Regions from separate parts of the Gasterosteus aculeatus genome. Here region 1 is linked to region 2. A link is a contact called in public Hi-C data. All regions are on one chromosome and are shown on one strand. Each heading gives the region's core, a stretch centred on a gene start, on an enhancer-like site or on the middle of the called end of the contact. The rest is flanking DNA. Distances are from core to core; before and after follow the strand shown.

Evidence for each region. A called contact is a pair of places that touch in the nucleus more often than the background predicts.
Region 1: a Hi-C map of skeletal muscle shows a contact between it and region 2, with 10 times the contacts expected there. The contact joins the promoter of aqr here to the enhancer-like site in region 2. A contact is called at or near these places in 2 of 6 Hi-C or Micro-C datasets (both in skeletal muscle).

Annotation. Positions count from the first base shown.
Region 1 is chr15:10,359,912-10,365,944 of fGasAcu3.hap1.1, forward strand. aqr (aquarius intron-binding spliceosomal factor) reads right to left here and starts at 1,587. Exons shown (of 36, transcript XM_078089578.1): 1 at 1,450-1,587; 2 at 912-1,037; 3 at 542-598; 4 at 275-315. The coding sequence starts at 986. It overlaps LOC120832506, which reads right to left and starts at 5,469. Exons shown (of 2, transcript XM_040198809.2): 1 at 5,316-5,469; 2 at 1,697-5,230. The coding sequence starts at 5,167. The coding sequence ends at 1,898.
Region 2 is chr15:10,238,181-10,243,819 of fGasAcu3.hap1.1, forward strand. No RefSeq gene overlaps it. Among protein-coding and RNA genes, the nearest start is that of stxbp6, 51 kb to the left of the region's middle. Within about 2 kb of position 1,496, at least 1 of the 9 cell types and tissues checked has open chromatin away from gene starts, as enhancers often do.

The DNA.
Region 1 (6,033 bases), core at 337-2,836, 120 kb after region 2:
GCAGCCACAATTAGTTATTTTCTGCCAAACGTTTGTTATGTTTTTCACAGAGAGAACTTTATTGGCATTGTTCTAACAAGATGTTATTTGTTTTTGTCTGATGGAGGGATCTGGTTGACTTGAAAGTGCCAAAAAGCAGAGATGGAGGAGTCACAAATTGTCATTTACATTAAAATGTACCACGTATAATTTTGTTGAATCGTGACAGAAAAAGCTTGAGAACCACTAGATTACACACAGCAGTTTATGGAAAATACGCTATTTAATTACTTACTTGGAATTGAGAATCTCTTTCTCATAGACATCTTCCATCACCTAAAACAAAAGCAGAAAATGTCAAAATAAAGGCTCCATCAACTTGGCTGCTAACACCAACCTGTCACACCTCTTCATTTTATTGTATCAAACAAAAACCGCCAATAATTAGCACTATGAGAAATACAGCACATGAAACATGTGTTAGCAAATTTATTTGTAAAATCCGTTAAAACTAAATGAATTATATCGGAATCTCTAAAATGCAGGAATGCATTTAACTCACCTTGGGGTCAAACGCTAGTTTATTCGTTGCATGTGGAGCCCAATATTTATTCGCCAACTGAAAACAGAAACAATATCATCAATGTGATCATGACTGAACATGATGTGATCCACAGCACAAATCCTGTCACAGATGACTTTTCCCATTTGCCCTTTAAACCACCTCAAATATATTATCTTATATGGACAGTTATTCTATGTAAGCCTCATTCTGGAACAATTCAAAGAGACATTGTAGATCCATCATAAGTCAATGCGTGCCCTTGATATATATAAATATTAAAAAGGTATTTTTTCCTCTTTAAAACACAGACACACACAATGGAATAACGTATTTCAGCACAGTGCTGGACCTTAACTGTAATAATTACCTGTGTGACGTATTCTGCGTTGATCTGAGACACAGAAGGCGCTGCAGCCTTTTTAGCGGGGGTTTCTTTCTCCATAGTGGCTCACTCAAGCTGCAGCAACGAGGGTTGGAAACAACAGGCTGTGAACTATTTGTAGAGAACTTAAACATGAGGCCGTAGTTAACTGTTAACACACACGGACAGTGGTGAATAGCGCGGTTCAAAACTTCAGTAACGTTAAGTTAATGCAATAGCTCAAATGTGCGTGCATTTTTTATTAATTGTAATGCCAAACGTCTTACTGTTCGTTCGCTACTTTAACACGAACACAAAATCAATGCCTAACGTTTCTAATAAGGATAATTTATATAGGATGCCTAGTAAAATACAAACACTGGGTAACGTTAATCTAAGATGTGTCACAAATATTAGATGAGCTAAGCTAAGCTAACGTTAAGTACAACATAGAGGAAGACTCTGGGAAAACATTTATTATACTATTAATTAAGGCCACATTGCAAACACAAATATATGATCATAACAAAATCCACTCACAAACCTTTGTTTATTTCAGCATGAAAGTAGGCCGTCGGACAACGGGTTACGCATGTACACAACCAAAACGCGCTGAATGCGACGGACTTCCTGAAGCTGTGCGTCGCTCGAATCGTCCCCAAGTACAAAAGCAACTCTTTCGTTCCTAATGTGTACGTTGTCGTTCCTCTTTTAGAAAAATACTTAGAAGATGTACAAAGTACAAAGAGACTATAATAAAATATTTAACAATAAATTTGACAAAGAAGAAATAAAGTCAACAAGGTACAATATGAAACAAGTTTAATTGAAATACAAAAATATATAAAGTCTGTATTTTTAGACATCCACTACATATTTTACATATATGCAGTCAACTCAAACACCATGTTACTGACAAATGACTATCATTATAGTCATTTGTCGGTGTGTAGTAGTAAAATACACACTTTACACGTCAAGTCTGATCGATATCAATGAGTCAGTTGATGTGTTCTGACATGTGCTGACTGTGTGAATGTTTTGCCACAAATGTCACACCGAAACGGCCTCAAACCCGTGTGGATGAGAAAATGCCTTCGAAGTTTAGACGGAGACACAAACAGTTTGAAGCAGATGTCACAGCGATTCTCCCTAACTGACTCTTTTGTTTTACGATGAACGTTAGTTAAATACTGCTCAAGATCGTCTTCACTCTCGTGACTTGCAGAGCGCGTGTCATATTCAAACCCATTCAGAGGTTCACACCAAGAATTCTCTGGCTGCATTTGATTCTCAACCGAAGAAGTAACACATCGATCCTTAAGCAGCTTGTTGCCATCTGAAACAGCCATAATCCCTTTGGGCGGACATGTTACTTTGACATTATACGCATTGCTCTTATACTGCGAGAAAAGTGGAGCTGCCCTGTTATGATTCTGGACCAGCTTGTCTATTTCAACAGAGAGTTCAGAGGGAAATGAATAATTATAATGGTCCTCATCCTGATCATAGCTGCATGTAGCCTGACCACAGTCGTCTCTCATCTTTTTCTCCAATTCATTCTTCTCCTTTTGTAAGCCTTCTGGAACTGCCAACCACTCAGTGTGTTCTGCCTCTGAGAAATACGTTGAACCTATATCAGCAAATGAGGGACCAACACTTGTTGCGTCCGCATTAAAATCTGCACAATCAGTGAGGTCATCGAGGCATTCGTCCTGGAGATGGTTGGTAGTCACCACCTCTCCTTCAATGCAATGTGAGACCCTGTCACCCTGTCCGCATCTTTGCTCGTGAACCTTCAGATGTCCGAGCTGTGTGAAAGTGTTCCTGCACAACGTGCATTTGTACGGCCGCGTCCCAGAGTGAGTGGCCAAGTGCCTGGACAGCTTGTAGGGAAACGCAAAGCTCCTAAAGCATATTCGGCACGAGTGAACTTTCCTTTTAGAGTTTGTCTTAAGCGGACTGCTCACTTTAGTGACAGGCAGCGTGCGCCTGGTGCACAGCGATGCGCTGCCTTCAGCTCCTTCCGTGCCATCACAATAGGAGAGTGGACCGTCTCTGTTCAGAGGTATATTCTGTCCGGGGATCCGAGCACTGATCCGTGGCTGCCGTTGACCATTTCCTTTCAGTTTTCTAATGTTCTCCTGTTGATTGACCGCCTTGGATGGTTTCCTCTCACAGTGAGTTTTTTGGTGGGTTTTGAGGTGCGCGGCTTGCCTGAATGCTTTCCCACAGAAAACACAGTGGAACGGCCTCAAGCCCGTGTGCACCATCTCGTGCCTTTCTAATTTAGAAGCGCTCGGAAAACACTTTAAACACTGGAGGCACTTGTGTTGCACGTTGCCCGGATTTGGCATTGGACCAGCCATCGGTGTCCTTTCCACACGCACCGTGGAAACCTTACGCACGACCTCGCTCTTCTTTGAGACACGCAGCGACAACTTATCCCATTTCGCGTTGTCACGCTGGAAACCCCCCACGGACGGAGTCGGAGGTTTCAGGGAGACTACATCGTGGCCACTGTGTGTCTCTAAATTCTCATGAAGCAACATTTCCAGGACCGGCACGTCTGCTGCGGTCCTGTTTAAGCCACCTACGCGGGAAGGTGGCCGGTTAATATACAACGAGCGTTGCTTGTGGTATCTGGACCACAGGTGCGTGCGAAAATGGACCCTCAAGTGCGTTTTCTGCCGGAATCTCTTGCCACACACCTCACAGCCGAAGGGCCTCTGTCCGGTGTGAGTCAACATGTGCCTTTGCAGCTTTGACGTCGATGGGAAACGTTTTAAACACATCTGACACCGGTGGATTTTGTGCCGCTCGCTGGCGTCGTTGCGAGGTTTCCCCGGCTGTTGCGCTGACGGGATTACCTCGCAATCCGGAGGAAGAGAGTCTTTGTGATCAGTGCAATCGACGCTCCATGACTCTGGTTTTACAATGACGTTCAAATCGAGGGGATCCGCAAGATCGGGTTGAGGCGAGTGTCGGATTGCTTCAGAATCAGGCGTTTCCACGTTGCTGCGGTTTTGCGCTGTGGTGAGAGTTCCCAATTCGTCTTCGTTCCGATTTATTTTATGATGACATATTAAGTCACCATCCAACCGCAAGGAGCTGTTGCAAATCATGCACTGAAATGGTTTCAAGGATTCCTGTGGAATGTATTCCTGCTCTTGTTCATCTGACCCGTCAAACATACTCCGACACTGACCGCCATCATTGACTGACTGCTCTGGCTTTACGGCTGCTTCCGACTTGGCTTCAGCCTCGTCCACGTCCTGCACAGCATTTACACTTATTTTACACTGTAGTTCCAGCTCCACTGAGGAACTTGCAGGAGTTTGATGGCCGGAGGGACGTTGCTGAATTGATGGCTGAAGCAGCAGACCTGAGGTTTGTCTGCTACTAAAAAAAATGTGCTTCTTCCTTTCAGCAGCGACAGAAAGTGAGCATCTATTTTCCGAACTGAGGTGGGATTTTAAGTGTACCTTCTGCCTGAAGGCTTTCCGGCAGACCGTACACGAGTGGGGTCTCTGCCCCGTGTGAATAAGGGAGTGCCGTTGTAATTTGGATGGCGAGCAGAAGGTTTTGAGACAGATGGTACACCGGTGTTTTAAAGTCATTTTGCCTCCGCTGGAACTCAATTCTTTTTCCTGCAGGTGCTCTTTGGAATGGGGTTGTTTGGAAAAAGTCGGGCCTGACTTTCCGCTCCACTCTAATTCTTTTGTTGGACGAGGAGATGAAATATACGACTTGGAGCGGACCTTGCTGGTGCATCCGTTTTGGCCGAGGTACACAGACGTGTCTTCACTTGCAGAATCAACTTGCTCCGTAGTCATTGGATCCATAACATTTGAGATACAGCTCCAAGTCACCGTGGTGTCATTTACACGTGGCATTTTTTTCAGTGGATTTCCAGTTTTGGGGGCCACGCTTTCCCTTTTCCACTCCGGCTGCGAGGCCACAGAACATGAGACAGTTGAAGGCCTTACATTGTTCCTACACATGCCGTCTATGTTGATCCTTGCAGCTGGGCTATTACCATTTGCTTGTTGGTTATGAGCTGCAATGGCATCCTGTAAACAGTCTGTTGGAAGCCTCGGGTGGTGGACGTTCTGCAAGTGGGTTTTTAAATGATCAGACTGTGTGAAACATTTTCCACAGGTTGTACAGATGAAGGGCTTCTGGCCAGTGTGGATGACATAATGCCTCCTAAGTTTATATGGGGATGGGAACGATTTCGCACAAACAGGACACAAATGCATTTTTAAATCCACACATTCGTGAATTACTCTTCTCCCAAAGCGGTAATTCTGCGGCTCCTAGACCTAGAAAAAAAAAGGCAGGTAAGCATGCAATAATTCCACTCGATTAAATGGCAATAGGTTACACGAAATTACTTGTTGAGCAAACCTTATAATTGAGTGCAACGTACTCACTAAGGACGCCTGTTACTGTCTCAAAATCCTATTTAAATTCACGAATTCATCCGAAGTTGGCGGTGCCTTTCGCTTCTTAGCTTTGCTGCTAATAACATATCGATGACGTCACCGGATGTTAGTCTGGCAGCGAGCGTGTCCGTCCCTTAAAATGCACGGCAGAAAACAAAGGTTTCCGGTTACTTGGTCCATCCGCATGACCACGGAACATATCTTTGTGATTCATTTTATTTTATTTTATTGACAATACAGAGGCTATGCGAAATCCTAAAACCACGCAATTTTAGTACAAAAACCTTCCCGTATGACAACAAATCCCTGCAATAAGTCCTGTCACTTGTTTAAATATAAAAAAAAGCAGTTCAGCCTGCTTTCATCTTTAGGTCAAACAAAGTTGCCTGCTGTGTTATACCCCAAATATTTTTGAATAAAAAGTTTCACTTACGTATATCAAACCTTAATCCACACCACTGCACTACTACTCATACAGCCCCGTTGGGAGTACTTTAAACTTTAAGATTTCTTGTGATAGGTGCCTTATCACGACCATGTCTAACGTTTTACTGTCATCACATAAATTATCCAGCATTCAGAGTTCACGCTATGGTGTGATCAGTACATTGTATGAACATCTCGGCCTTCTGACTAATAGCCTCTCCTCAGGGCGGGGATGGGCGGTTTGTCAGCAGCCA
Region 2 (5,639 bases), core at 246-2,745:
GGGGGCAGCAATTAACATGAATTGATAACATTGATTCTGGCTTCATGTCATCCGGTGAGAGCTCTGTCTTTCCCTGCTGCACATTCCTTCCCAATGAGACACACACACACACACACACACACACACACACACACACACACACACACACACACACACACACACACACACACACACACACACACACACACACACACACACACACACACACACACACGCCTTTCCTGGTATCTATCACTGGCTCTTTCTGGAATATTTTAGGAGAAAGTCAAAATAGCCTTTATTACATAGTAGTTGTAGTAGAATAGCGCCTTACTACCAAAACATGAAAATGATATGTAATAATATAATAATTGAAACTTTAAAAAATGTGGACTTATTCACAAAGGAGTAATCACATCATGACGTTTAAGTTAATACAAGTCATGCTGTTTATTGCATGTCCTTTGCATGCCCTCGTGTCTTTTCTAATGCCTACATCATTTTGAGAGGATCAGCGTATACGTCCGTATTTAACCACCGAGGGGCACTGCAGCTCAAGCGTAGTCCTGCGGAGCAGAGGAACCCGGCTGCTTGAGGAGGAGAGGACGGACGGGCTCAGCAGCTCGATTCGGTGCCAGCCCATAAAAGTTACCCGAGATGCCCAAATCTGCTGAGCTGTCTCCTCCTTCCGCTCCCCTCTCTATACCGCAATGGTGCTTTTCCACCCAACTCCCCGAGAAACTTCTTTGTATCTTATTCTTCCGGCTATCCTCCTTCCCTCATCTCGGCCTCTGCGATCCCCCCTCGCTCGCACTCTCTATTTTCTTAGAGGCATCAAGTCCAAGCCGGCTGTAGTCAATCTAATCCCTCTAATTCAGTTAATCTAATTTTCTGGATATGGTCACAGTGCTGATCTCCACTCCTGGTCCTTCACAATCTTTCCTTCCACACGCTCGTTTTCTGGCCAAATCCCCCAGAGCCTCCACTTTCCCGCTTCTCATCCACATTACTCATGAGAGATGTAACTGATTGACACTAATTTGATGTGGTGAGTGTACAAAGTATAATGCAACAAATATCGGTGGCGTATTTTGAAGGGAAAATGTAATATGAACATAAATTTCACTTTTACCTGCCTGTACATGCCTCCCAATGAACACATTGTGGCAGGATAGGTTCACGACATTGCATAATACCTGACTTTCCTCTCAGTGTTGCTCTGTTTGTTGAATATAGTTGCTTTAATTATCATTTAGAGCACCAGTCAAAACACTTTCTCTCTCTCTTCTTTGAATTAAATGAGAAAATGTGTCCACGCTTTTGCCTCGTAGTGTATCGAGCCACGCGGCATACGATTGTGCCCGAAGCAGTCCTGCAACCTTCAGATCTATTTCTGGGTTGTCAATGTTATCAATGGCCAAGAGTCGTTGATAAACCACGTGGTTCCCTAGTGGGTCCTGACTGACGTCAACACACCTGGAAAACAGCAGGCTGCACAAACAGTAATTTGAGCTATCTGTTGGTTTCTAGCTGACTCGTCTTTCATCAGTGTTCATCAGAAGACGCTGGTGTGCAGTACACGTGTGTTTGAGGGATTACCGAAGTCTATTAGCAGATAAGAGGGACTTTCTCTGTGGAAATCGCTTGAGATGGGGTGTGTGGGCTACAACATGTTGTGTCCCAACAATGGCTTTTTAATCACATTCACAGATGAGCTCAGTGTTATTTGCATCAATGGCTCAAAGCGTCACAGTTGCCACTCTCTAATTTTTCCTCTTCTTTCGCTCTCTTTCCCTCACCTATCTGCGTTTCCTCACTGCGGCAGAGCTCTGCAGTGATTGTCAAAAGAAGGATAGTATTTCATCTACAAGGAATATCATCATCTCTTCAGAGCCTTTTGTAAAAAAGGAGAGAGGGAAATAAATTCCCCTCTGAGCAGAGAAGGTCGGGAATGGTCTTGTGGAGAAGATTAGGGCCAAGCCATCGAGACACTCACAGGAAACGCTGGGGGAAAGTGGGCTGAGTCGGACACACCCGTGTGCTGTATCTCACCGCGTGGACGTGGAAAGCACATCGTATTCTTAATTGTCTCTCTTTTTTCTCCCTCCCCTTCTTTTAACCTGTCCTTCGATCCTACCCTCTCATCCTCCTCATCGTTAAGCCTTTTCTCCTTGTACCTTCCCCTCGCCACCCCTGACCCATTGTGGGTTTGTAGGTCAACTGTCGATTTCAGATCCATCTTTTTAAAATTCCCTCCACGGGTGTCAGGAAAATCAGTGACCTGCTGCTCAGTTCTCAGAAATACAGTCAGTTACTGCCTGTTGTCTGCTGAACTGATGGACTGCATTTGCAATCATGAATAAAAAGAGGAATTATTAATTAATGATTAGGTGTGAGAATTACTTTTCTCTTTCTTCTTACTTTTTGCTTTCTCTTTAAAGTAATTCCATCTCTTGCATCGGCGCTGTCCTCAACTGCCTTTTCTTCATCCATCTATCTTCTTTGCCTGCGTTTGGGATGACTGCAATGCAGCTGTGAAACTAACAGCGACTGTCTTACTCCCAGGTCAGAGGAAGGGAGGATAGCCGGGCCATCACCCCCCCCCCCCCCCCCCCCCCTCCCTCATTCCCCCCTCCTCCCACACCCCGTCCATTGCTTTCTGAATCTGTATTGGACTCGGCTGGGCTGTCTGTGCCTCACCGTCCAATCCTCAACGATGTGGGGAAGAGAAACACGTTGCTTTAGTCTCAGCACCGGTGCAGAGAGACCGAGATAAAACAGCGGATGAAAGAAATGAAAATCTATCCACTCTAAAGGTAGACTGCAAATTCATTTAGAGAATTATTGACTGCGCAATGCGCATGCACCAACATCGCATGCGTTTTCCCTTCTGCGTCAACCTTTTGTTTAGAATGGCTCTCTAGCATCAGCCAGGCCCCGCACCAGCACAACGGGTGAATCCGTGTCACCCGATGCGCACCATGCGTCAGCAACGCACACGTAACGTTCACCCTGGGGCCTGGGAGTTCTTTTATATACCATAGAAAGCGTTCTGTTCTCCGTACCTTGAATGGAATATTGAGTATAAAAAGCAATTGTTAGACAATGTGTGCATAAATCAAATGACACCGTAATCAGTAAACAGGCTGAGCGCTATTTGTTAGTCTGATTACCAGGCGTGTCTACATTTATTCAAGTACTTGGGTACACTTTTGAGTGTAAGTAACAGCACACATTGGTGAATCTGTATCAACATTCTTGTTATATAGGTAAAAATAAGTCGCAGGGGCCCTTTTTCTGCATTAGTACTTTTGGTGATTATATTGAAGCAAGGCTTTGAAGCAGCAATAGACCAGTTTTCTGTTGTTGTCCTTGCACTTTTACGTAAATAAAATGTATAAATACTTGCCAATAACTTTCCTTCCATAGACATACAAAAATATATTTTTGTGAAACTCGAGCTTCCACTTAATTTGGGCATTTAGGCTCCTTCTTGCAGCATCCAATTGTGTCCCATCTCAGTGATCAGTGCTGTCTGTCAGTGTCTTGCTGCCCATCAGCTTGGGATGACAGACAATTAGGTGGCAGTAGAAATGGGTTTTAAAGCAGACCCATTCACCCTGAATTCCCTTGTCACAGCTCGTTGCAATAAGACAGCGACTGTAGAAGCACTGCAAGTGGGAGAGCAGGGAAGTTACACCATGCATATATATTTCAACAGCCACTTGGGCACTCTCATGCACATGCACATTAAAGGCTAACCGTAACACTAAGAAAGTGGGACCTGCTGCATTTAACACACACTCTTCACTCTGCTTTCATGTTGTCATGCTGAGGAGATTTTTTGTTTTTTCTATCCAGTTGACGAAGAAAGAGACAAAAGAAGCCAAATGTGATTGAGCCTGAAGTACTCTCTTGTTCAATGCACAGAAGCAATTAGCATAAAGTTAAATCTCCGCATTCCTGTGCACAGCTGATGTTTATCGCTCTGTCTGTGGAGCGGAATACTTGAACATGCTGATTTCCAAGAATCCAAAGTCTTCTGCGAAATAATCGCTTTCCCCCCATTTATTGTCATGTTAATGTATTGGTGGCTAAAAAGAGTTGCTGGTTAAAATTTTCCACAGTAAGCATGTAGCGTGGATTATCATCATTGTGATTGACGTAACATGTTCAGTCTTTTACTTTCATCAAAAATTGTCTCTTTATTTGTTTTTATTTAATATATCCAAAAGTCAGCATTATAATTAGTATAAACCATTTGTGTGTATAGTTTAAACATCAGTGATTAAGTGTAAATGAAACTAAGGTAAATAATAGTAATAGGTTAAATCAAATATATATTAGACAGGCTAATAATTTAAGCCACATGTATTTAAAGCATTGACATTGTAGTCTCCAGTTTATATCGACACTTTATCAGTGGAAGAAATTGTAACCTATGTAGCTAGGAAGCCTCTGTTATAGAAACATGTATACATAACATATATAACAGTAACTTTATTCATTCATAGTTGTGTTGTCAGGTGAGCCTGGGAATCCCCTCCATCACCCGGACTATCAGCACTGGCTCCCTCCACTGCTTTTCACCCTCTACATCAACGACTGCACCTCAGAGGACCTGACTGTCAAGTTTGCAGACGACACAGCGGTCATCAGCCTGACGGGAGGTTTTACAGCTGCTCCTCTGGTGTGGTCGGAACAACCTGGAGCTGAACAAGCTCAAAACTTGTGGAGATGACAGTGGACTTCCAGAGGAGCCCGCCAACACTGTCGGGATTCAGAGGAACCTGAAAAATGGCCAGTGAACATATTGCGATTGCTGCGTGTTTGTTCGTATGAAAGTGTGTGGGCGGTTGAATGATGTGTGTTGCGTGTAGGTGTGTGCCGTGATGAGGATGGCTCTGCGAAGTGTAGCTTCATATATACATTTTTAAACAGGCGTGGATGTGAACGCATTTGAAACAAAAAGCATAAAAATCTCACTAAGACAAAGCACATTTCTCAATATTGAATTTCTTTGTATGGGAATCACATTCTTTTCAAATATATAAATAGTTAATGTAGAATTCCTGAAGAGGACATTCTTAAGATACCCTGATGGTACATTTGTATGTTGTTTTTACTTTACATATCTGATTTTAATCTATAACTTATGTAAACAACTGTCAGTGCAAGCATACATTTACTGCATGAATGTCTATGTTATGCAAAAATAAAACACAGCCTGGGAGGCACTACAGCAGAGGCAGATAAGGTTGCAGCACGAGCACTGCATACTTAAAACTAGCGACACCAACAGGGAGCAAAGCTCTGCAGAGGACACGGGTGCCATGCGTAAATGGCAGGGGTCGTAGATTTAAAGCTGACCTTTGCACCTAGAACCTTTGCTTCTCTGAGTCGGCAGAATTAGATAGTGTGCACTCAGCATCCGGCTGCTGGGCACAGAGGGAGCAGAGGAGGCAGAAGATGTACAGCAGGAGGAGTTGGTACTCTGAAGTGGAGCTTCAGAGGTTATCGGGGTCAAAGGGAGGCAGTGGGCCTTTGAGATCAGACTTGATCTCCTGGTCAATGCTTTCTCACCGCCTCACTTTGTGATGCGTGTGCTTGTGCACCACAACACCGCCATGCCAAATATATCACTTGAAAGACAATAGAGA